Regions from separate parts of the Mus musculus genome. Here regions 1 and 2 are each linked to region 3. The links are chromatin contacts, called in public promoter capture Hi-C maps. All regions are on one chromosome and are shown on one strand. The core of a region is the stretch at or near the end of the contact, and the rest is flanking DNA. Distances in the headings are between cores, read along the strand shown. Region 1 holds the start of Rad9a (RAD9 checkpoint clamp component A). Region 2 overlaps Rhod (ras homolog family member D). Region 3 holds the start of Sptbn2 (spectrin beta, non-erythrocytic 2).

Evidence for each region. Promoter capture Hi-C pulls out the DNA fragments that hold promoters and counts their contacts.
Region 1: a contact with region 3 is called in a promoter capture Hi-C map of neural stem cells. A contact is called at or near these places in 1 of 39 promoter capture datasets (neural stem cells) and 1 of 130 datasets of targeted methods (pancreatic cancer cells).
Region 2: a promoter capture Hi-C map of hematopoietic stem and progenitor cells shows a contact between it and region 3, with 5 times the contacts expected there. A contact is called at or near these places in 12 of 39 promoter capture datasets (the 3T3-L1 cell line, the C10 cell line, cranial neural crest and 7 more), 2 of 130 datasets of targeted methods (embryonic stem cells and kidney) and 1 of 9 other capture datasets (adipose tissue).

Annotation. Positions count from the first base shown.
Region 1 is chr19:4,199,951-4,202,969 of GRCm38.p6, forward strand. Rad9a (RAD9 checkpoint clamp component A) reads right to left here and starts at 1,653. Exons shown (of 11, transcript NM_011237.2): 1 at 1,533-1,653; 2 at 1,379-1,449; 3 at 979-1,107; 4 at 515-629; 5 at 322-421. The coding sequence starts at 1,566. It overlaps Gm30082 (a long non-coding RNA gene), which reads left to right and starts at 1,758. Exons shown (of 4, transcript XR_388289.3): 1 at 1,758-1,848; 2 at 2,177-2,288; 3 at 2,434-2,488; 4 at 2,588-3,019.
Region 2 is chr19:4,428,351-4,431,220 of GRCm38.p6, forward strand. The region is part of intron 3 of Rhod (ras homolog family member D); the gene reads right to left. Among named protein-coding and RNA genes, the nearest start is that of A930001C03Rik, 9.5 kb to the right of the region's middle.
Region 3 is chr19:4,709,815-4,712,620 of GRCm38.p6, forward strand. Sptbn2 (spectrin beta, non-erythrocytic 2) reads left to right here and starts at 1,394. Exons shown (of 37, transcript NM_021287.2): 1 at 1,394-1,830.

The DNA of each region.
Region 1 (3,019 bases), core at 403-2,902, 510 kb before region 3:
CCCAATTAATACACATTTTTATATAAGTGGGACTCAAAACCAGGCCTTCAGGCTTGCACGTCAACCATTTTACTGAGTTATCTCGCCAGCACATGCACCCTTTTTTTGAGAAAGAGTCTCACTGCTTAGGCTACCTAGAAACTCAATGGCCTTCCCAGTGAAGTTTCCTAGAAACTTCTGATCCTCCCACCTCAATCTAAGAACTGCTACGATGACAGGCATAGGCTAGCCAGGCCTGCTGAAAATGGAGCATTCCTAGAATGACATTAAAGCCCTAAAGGTAGGAGAGACTCAGGCGAAGTTTGAAGCAGGGGTGCTTACCGTGCTGGGGTGCGCAATAAGTGAGGGCATGAGGCTGGGTCGAAGACAGCCTGCAGGGACTCACAGTCCTGGAAGGAGAGGTTGTGTGTCTTCTTGACCCCTGGATAAGGGAAATGGTCTCAGGGCTTGGCAACCTCCACTGCCACTGCCTCCACACCCACAGAGGAACTCTTTGGGCAGGCCGCTTGCTCACCATACTTGCAGTGGAGCTGGACCACCAGGTGGCTGTGGCTGCCACTGAGGGAGATACAGCACTTCTCCACAGACTTCTCCACAATTGCCAGAGAGCGGAAGACGGACAGGAAGGCCTGGGCAGGGTAGGACATCAGTCTGGCACACTGCTTCCACGGCCCAGCTCTACATCCCATGTAGGCCCTGGCCCCATCACTGGCCCCACAAAGCTGTGGTGTCTGCACACTCCCATGCTGCCTTGCCCATGCTGGTCTCTTTGCTGGGAAGGGCCACTAACCTTTTCTTGACCAATGTCACCACCCTCTCCACAGATCTTAGATAGCCCTCTACGGTCTAAACATCTTTACCTCACTGCATGTTGCATGGAATAGCTCCCATATGAGACTAACTCCCTAGTCAAACTCATCATTTACTGAGTACCTGGCACAGAGGCACAGCTGTGGAGCTGCTTCAGGTGGCCCTTACCTTCATCAGGATCTTACAGCGCAGCAGGTCCTGACCAGGGGAAGCCGCCTGGTACTGCTGGAAGAAGAGTGGGGCAAAAAGGAAGCAGGCATAGGCAGAACGGGACGAGTTCACAGTCCGTAGGGAGAGCTGAGACACAAAAAGCAGGCAAAATTGCTTTTCCCTTAAGTTACTTTAGCCCCACCTTGCCTGCCACTAGGCGTTCTAGGAAGAGCAAGTACCCTCTGTATAGACATGCAGCCTCAGAAGACTGGGCCCAAGCCGATGTCCGAACAACCCAAGAGATAATAAACTGCGCCGGAATATCTGTCCACCATCCCTGTAAGGCCGAATGAACACCAAGCCTAGGCTCCCCATTCACCATTGAATCCGCCCCCATCCCTGCGTCCCAGTCCCTTACCCCGTCCTTCAAGGGTTCCAGATAGAGCTCGTCCCCGATTCGGGATAGCGAATGGACAGCCTTGCCCAGCACTGCGGGGAGGAGAACAGAAAGTGGTTAGGGGGACTCCTGGGGCTTGCTCACGTGGTCTGCTGCAAGGTAGGTCCAAACTTACCCTTCACGTTGCCCCCGGTGATCAGGCACTTCATAGTACATAAGCACAAAAATCGAGCTTGTTTTGCACACGAACCGGGACGGGATAGGACATATAATGAGTCCCAGCAGCTACTACGACTGCCTAAAGTTCCCTTCCCGCGCACCGTCCCCTCCCCGCTGCCGGCCTGGCCTCCGCTTCCTTATTGGTTCACCCGGGGTTTCTCCGTCACGTGAGAAAAACGTTCCTAAGCTCGGTGTCACGTGATCTAGTCGGTTCATTGGGTGTGGCCCGGGTCACGTGACTGCGGAGGGCTTGCTCCTGTGTCCTTCCTCAGGTCTGATTCTCCCACCCGAACCCGAGCCCTGCACACCCTGCAGAGCTCTGCAGCTCCACTGGGCTGCACTGGGCATAGGTGAAGGGCATACTAGATGGAGGAGCAAGGTGTCTGCACCAAGGATCGAGCTCTGGACCAGAGCCCTAACGTGGGAAGTGTAGACCCTCCCGGGTCGCTAACTTTAGTGTGTGGGGTTACAGGGTCAAATCAAGATAGTCCGCGCTCAATCTGGGCTGGGGATTCTGTTGTGGCAGCAACCACCAGCTCCCCTCAAAAAACGTAACTCGCTTCAAGAGCGATGAGAAGGGGCTGTTCATTTTGCTTTCAGGATCCTTCACTGACCTTCGTAAATACATGGAAAGATGAGAAGGTTCTGGGACAGAAAAGGGTGGAAGGATGGACTTGTCAGAAGGAGGGGCAGAAGCAGAAGCACAATGGGGGTAGGCGAATATGGGTGAATGGGGTGTCCCGAGCCTTGTGCGGTAAGGGGTGGGGAGGCAGAGCTGAAGGGATGAACTGGGAAGCCCTGGGAAGGCTTAAGTACTACGCGGGGTTTGGTTTATGTACATTTTACCAATTACCCAGACAGTGTGGAAGGATGAAGATTTTCAGCTGGGACGCATTCACCTTGCTCTGGGAGGTAGTTCAAATGCCTAGAGCAACCCTTGCCCATCCCCCTGCGGGCCTGTGGGTAGTGGGGAGGGTGTGTTTGTTACCTAGCCCCTCTTTGTTTTTCTAGGCTCCTCTCCCTCTCCAAGTGCTTCTTTCCTAGAGCCTCCGGGGAGGAGGCGGCTTTCCCTTTCCACATCCAAGGCAAGCTGCATACAACGCAGAGGTGTCCAGTTCTCTGTTAGACTGGGAGTTAGGGGATTACCAGCATCCTCTCCTCCTCACTTGCTCACGTCTTCGGTGGATTCTGGCTGCTTCATTTCCCAAACAGATGGCAAAGTGGCCCTCCTTCTGTCTCCACTGTCCTCCTTTCACTGTCCAGACACAGTCCTCAGTGACCCGCCCCCCCCCCCCCCCCCGGTGGGCTTAACTCTCCTGGCAAAGTCCAGTCTCTTGATCAGGAACTTTGAGGATCCAGGTCCCACAGAGGTCTTCACTGTCTCCTACCCCACATGATCACCTATCTCCATAGCCCTGCCAGGCTCTTAGCGGCCACTCTGGC
Region 2 (2,870 bases), core at 276-2,775, 280 kb before region 3:
TACATATAATAAATAAATAAATCTTTAAAAAAAAAAAAAGGGCTGGTGAGATGGCTCAGTGGGTAAGAGCACCCGACTGCTCTTCCAAAGGTCCAGAGTTCAAATCCCAGTAACCACATGGTGGCTCACAACCATCTGTAACGAGATCTGACTCCCTCTTCTGGAATGTCTGAAGACAGCTACAATGTACTTACATATAATAAAAATAAATAAATCTTAAAAAAAAAAAGTCAGGCAACAGTGGCTCATGCCTTTCTTTAATCCTAGTACTTGGGAGGCAGAGGCAGGCGAATTTCTGAGTTTGAGGCCAGCCTGATCTACAGTGAGTTCCAGGACAGCCAGGGCTATACAGAGAAACCGTGTCTCAAAAAGAAAGAAAGAAAGAAAGGAAGGAAGGAAGGAAGGAAGGAAGGAAGGAAGGAAGGAAGGAAAGAGAGAGAAAGAAAGAGAGAAAGAAAAGAGAAAAAAGAAAAGAAAAGAAGAGAAGAGAAAAGAAAAGAAAAGAAAAGAAAAGAAAAGAAAAGAAAAGAAAAGAAAAGAAAAGGAAAGGAAAGAAAAAGCAAGCTTTCTGGGTGTGGTGACATAATACACCTAAATTCCATTGACACAGGTACTTAGGAGTCAGAGACAGGCAGATCTCTTGAGTTCAAAGCCAGTCAGGGCTACATAGAAGACCTTTGCCTCAACAGGAGGGAGGACCCACAGAAGAACATTAGGGATGAGTTATTTTAGCCTTGACCACACATCTAGGGCACCAGAGATAAAGAGGAGATTTCTCATCTTCAGGAGTACATGGCTGTTTGGTGGGCCACTCAGGAAAGGCTGCTAAAATTCTCTGGATCCTGGGTCTAAATGGAGCCCAGGTAGTCTCTCCATACTCTCTGTTCACCAAGTCTGTCCTTGGGAAGGGGCTGCTGGGCTCCACTGAACCCAACTGTGAGACCTCAGCTGGACCAAGCCTGTGAGAACCTAGACCCCAGGACGGCTTCCTTTAGAGCAGCCTGCGTTGGATTCAGGACCTGCTCTTCTGGCTCTCCCAGTTCTTCCCACTCTGCCCCTCCTCACCCATAGGCTCTCCTCTTCACTAGCTGGTCTGTCTCCCTGGGTGGCCTCCTCAGGTCCCTTGGCTGTACCCTGCCCAACTGGTGGCTCCTCAATGGTTTCCCAGGCCAACCCCACATTCCCTATAGGGACCTGCAGCTCAGCTACCATAGGCCTGTTCAACCCCACCCTATCTGTCCCAGGCTGCTCCCTACCCTGGGGAAGAGGTAACTGCCTTCTGCTTGCTGTGCTCCAACCTCTCTCTTATCCACCTGCAATCCATCAGCAATCCTGGGGCTCTGGCTTCTAGGAGAATGCAGAATCTACCCACTGTTTCCACTGCATCACAGGCACCACTGTCCCCCTCCCCCACTTCCCTCCCATCCGTCCCTAATGCCCACGAGGGCCTGGTACAGAGGTTTGCTGAGGAATGCACGTAACCGACTACCTAGGCTCCACCCCAGAGCTGCCACTCTAATAGAGAATGATCCAAGAAAAACAGCGTAAGTTAACAAATACTCATGTAAGTGCCAGTACAGTGCACACTCCATGGCATGTCCTTTTTACTTTTTCGAGACGGTCTCACTGTGTACCCCTGGCTAGTTGGGGGAACTTAACTATGTAGACAGGGGTGACTTTAAACTCAGAGACCCTCTTGCCTGTCCTTAAGTTCTGGGATTGTTACCATGCCAGGCATGGCAAGTTTTTTGTTTGTTGCTGTTGCCACATCCATACCGTTGTCTTTTCTAATGCTGTCACTGCCCAAGGGAACCTGACCATGTACTGCTTGTGTGGAGGCCTTGGCAAGCAGTGGGTGAGGGGCTGTGCCATGGCTGAGCAGAAGATCTCAAAGGATTGCCTCTTTGATCCTTGAGGGTAGCCTTGGGAAGCCCTCTTGATTCTAGGGCATCATGAGAGGCCTCTGACCACCAGCAAAGGCAGAAATGGAGTGGACGGGCAAGAGCTGCTAGAGTTGGACTTTATAGTTCACATGACTTAAAGCAGGCCCAGGCTAGGCAGACAGCCTCTGAGTCACCCAGCACTCTCAGCAGAGTCAGAAGGGAAAAAAGCCAGTGTTCTAGCCTGCGGGTGACTTAGGCAGGAGCCATTGGAATGAGAGCCAGGGCAGAGACTCAGTGGCCACACTTCTGTGTGACCCGGAACAAGTTGCTGTCTTGTTCTGAGTTTCACTGTATCTATCAAGCCCAGACACATCTAAGGCCTGCCAAGCTTTTTGATTTGTTTTTTTTATTTTTTGTTTTTTGACAGGGTCTCACTATGAATCCCTGAATTCAATATGAATAGCTCACTGTGTAGACCAGGTTGGCCTTAAACTCCTATAGATTACCTGCCTCTGCCTCCTGGGTACTGGAATTAAAGGCGTGTGCCACCATGTCTAGCACTGTTTTTTCTTTTTTTTTGTTTTTGTTTTTTTAAGATTTATTCATTTATTATATGTAAGTACACTGTAGCTGTCCTCAGACACTCCAGAAGAGGGCATCAGATCTCGTTACAGATGGTTGTGAGCCACCATGTGGTTGCTGGGATTTGAACTCCGGACCTTCAGAAGAGCAGTCGGGTGCTCTTACCCACTGAGCCATCTCACCAGCCCCTTTTCTTTTGTTTAATGTGCGTGGATGTTTTGTTTGTATCACACGCACACTGTGCCTGTGGAGGCCGGAAGAAGACCTCAGGTCCCCGGTGCAGGATCCCCTAGAAGAGCAGTCAGTGCTCTTAACCTCTCAGTCATCTCCAGGCCATATACCTAAAAATGTATTCATTTTAAAAAGTTTTAGCTTATTATATATGTATGAGTATTTTGCCTGCAT
Region 3 (2,806 bases), core at 144-2,643:
ACTCCAAGGCCAATGCTGCCCCTGGTACTAGGGATTGAACTCAAGGCCTTGTGCAAGGCCACTGATCGACCACTGGGCTACCCCAGACCCCAAATCTATACTTTTAATTCTTCTGCCCTACTCTTTCTCTGAACAGACTAAGAATCACAAGATAAGGAGTCTCTGCCGTAAGTTAACTTGGTTAATTTGGACTTCCACTTAGGTGTCTGAATATCATTTTGATTATTAATAAGAGTGAAAATTAGAATGCTTTTAAGGTTTTTCAAAAGATTGTGCAATACTGGAATGAAGAATTAATTTAAAAACACTATTCTTTTGGTCAATCACAAGACCTAATATCACCCTTGCCTACTCTAACCACAACCTAACAGGCTGTCTCTGAGACCCTCAGTTCCCAGAATCCTGAGCCACAGAAACGAAAGGTTTGCAGTTTGCCTGATGCTGAGCTGATTCCCATCTCATCATCAGTTTTAATGTCTCCTGGCCATGTTTCCATGACGACTATCATGTACAGCTTGGCCTAGTCCTGAACATCCTGACTACTCCGGCTCTGGGGTCAGGAGAAGCTCATGTTTACACTGCTGGATGGAGTGAGGTAGTTTTTTTGTTTTGTTTGTAATTACAAATTCTTGGCTGGCCTGGAATTCCCATGTAGAGCAGGCTGGCTTTGAACTCAGGATTTGCCTGTCTCTGCCTCTTTCTGAACTCTGGGATTAAAGGCGTAGCACATTCTACATAAGTGACTTTTTAAAAATCATAAACACCCTGAAATACAGTTTACAGAAGGCTAAATTCCCGTTTAATGATAGAATCTCAGATCTGATTAGCAGTTTAACAAAACTCCCCAGTCCCTCCCCAACCCACTTTATACACGAGGAAAACCAGGGCCAGATGGATAAAACAATGCAACTGTTTGGTGGTGGTAGCAAGGTTTTGTTTTACTTTACAGATTTTTTAAAACTACATTGAACACAGTGATCTTACTCTGTGAAAATCATACCTGAAAAGTAGTGTGATTACATGTAGCTGTTTTAGATATGCATACCTTCCCAGAAAGAAGCAAAATGGTAAAATTTAGTTAACGATAAAGCTATTTTAATACCCTAAGCTCAATAATTCACTGAAAGAACATTCTTTTTGTGGTCCTTTCTTGTCCATCTCAGGCATTCCTAGTGTATGAAAGGGCCTAGCTCTTCTCAGGAGTATAGAACCCAAAGGCTTGCTACAAAAATCCATCTTTTTTTTTTTTTTTTTTTTTTTTTCTCCCTTCTGGTACCTCCCTGAGCTTAGTTAGCTCTCCAATCTGGAGGAACAGTACTTTCAGAGCTGGAGTGGGGGTGGGAGTGTCACATGACATAACGCACTTTTAGCACCCACTGCTAGCACCCACTCTGTGCATTTGCTCTGATTTGGGCATATTTCCTTCCTCTCCTAGGCAGATAGCAGCTCACCTTGGTTAATGCCATTAAACCGTAGACCACTCAGCTGCTAATAAACCAGGAAGAAACCCGGCCGTGCTAGGACTAGAAATGTCCATCCCTGCCCCCAACCCCCTTAAGACAGTGACTAGGCCGGAATTCTCCTGGTTGATAAATGAGAGGAGCTGAGGAGCCGCTGTGATGACGGTTCCGAGAATCTGATTTGTGAGAAGGCGAATCTCCAGGAGCACCATGGAGATGCTTTTGGAAAGCGGGCCAGCCTACCTGCCAGAAGGAGGACGAGAGAAAGGGGGCAAGGCAGAGAGAAACGCTTAAGCGAGATGGCCTGGAGGTGCCCCAAAAGGGACCTTTGAAAAGGAAACGGAGGCCGCATCTCGGGGAAACCTCGGAGGTAAGTGACATTTAAAGGGGTTGCGCATCCAGGCAAAGGCGCGACAGAGACAAAGGTGGAATTCCAAACTGGGAAGAATAAGCCTGGTTAACTGTGGGTGGTACCCAGACGCCCAAGGGTGTCGCGGGGCTGGCGAGGACCGGAAGGTGGGGGTCAATCGGGGCATCCACGCGGAAGACAGTGGGGGGTCGGGAACTGGCGAAGGAGCGAACGTCCTGCGTTTGCCCCGGGGAAGGTCAGAGACCCCCTACCGGAGAACTACTGCAGGAACCTAGAGGGGCCGCGGTTGCCATGACGCCGGGTGGGGAGGGGGATGACTCGCGCCCCGCCCCAAGCCCCGCGGGGCCGCGAGCTCCAGATGGTCCCGGGCCTCCCGCGGGAGCCGACGGCCTGCGGCAGGGGGAGGCTATTGTCCTCCTTCCGCGGCGCCGCAGTCCCGCCGCTCGCGCCCGCGCGCAGCCGCCACGCGCCCCGCGGCCGCCGGCCCCGCGCGCCCCCCGCGCCGCTCGCGCCCTGTGACAGCGCCCTCCTGCCGTGCGCCCTGGGCCGCCCCGCCACCGCCGCCAGTAACCTCCCGCAACCACCCCTCGCGACCGGGCTGTGGGCGCGGCGACAAGTGTGCCCCCACTAGCCGCGCTCCCCGTGCCCGGCAGGCGCTCCGCACCCAGGTAGGTGCAGCCGGCGCCCCGGCCCGCTTTGTCCCGGCCGGCAAGGAGGCGCGCTTTGTGCGGCCGCGTGCAGGCGGCGGGGTCGGTCCTGGGGAGCTCAGGAGGGAGGATGCGACGCCGAGTTCCCGGGTCCTGTGCGGGACACCCAGGTATCGCTGTGAAGATTCTGGGGGCCGAGGCTTGGGGCACGCGGACCTCTATGGAGCGCAGAGAAGAGTCTGGAAGAGTTGGGCTGACAGACGCGCTGATGGATCGGGGTCGCCTGGGCTCGGAGCGCTTCTGGCAGCGCATGTTTTTAGCGGTGCGTC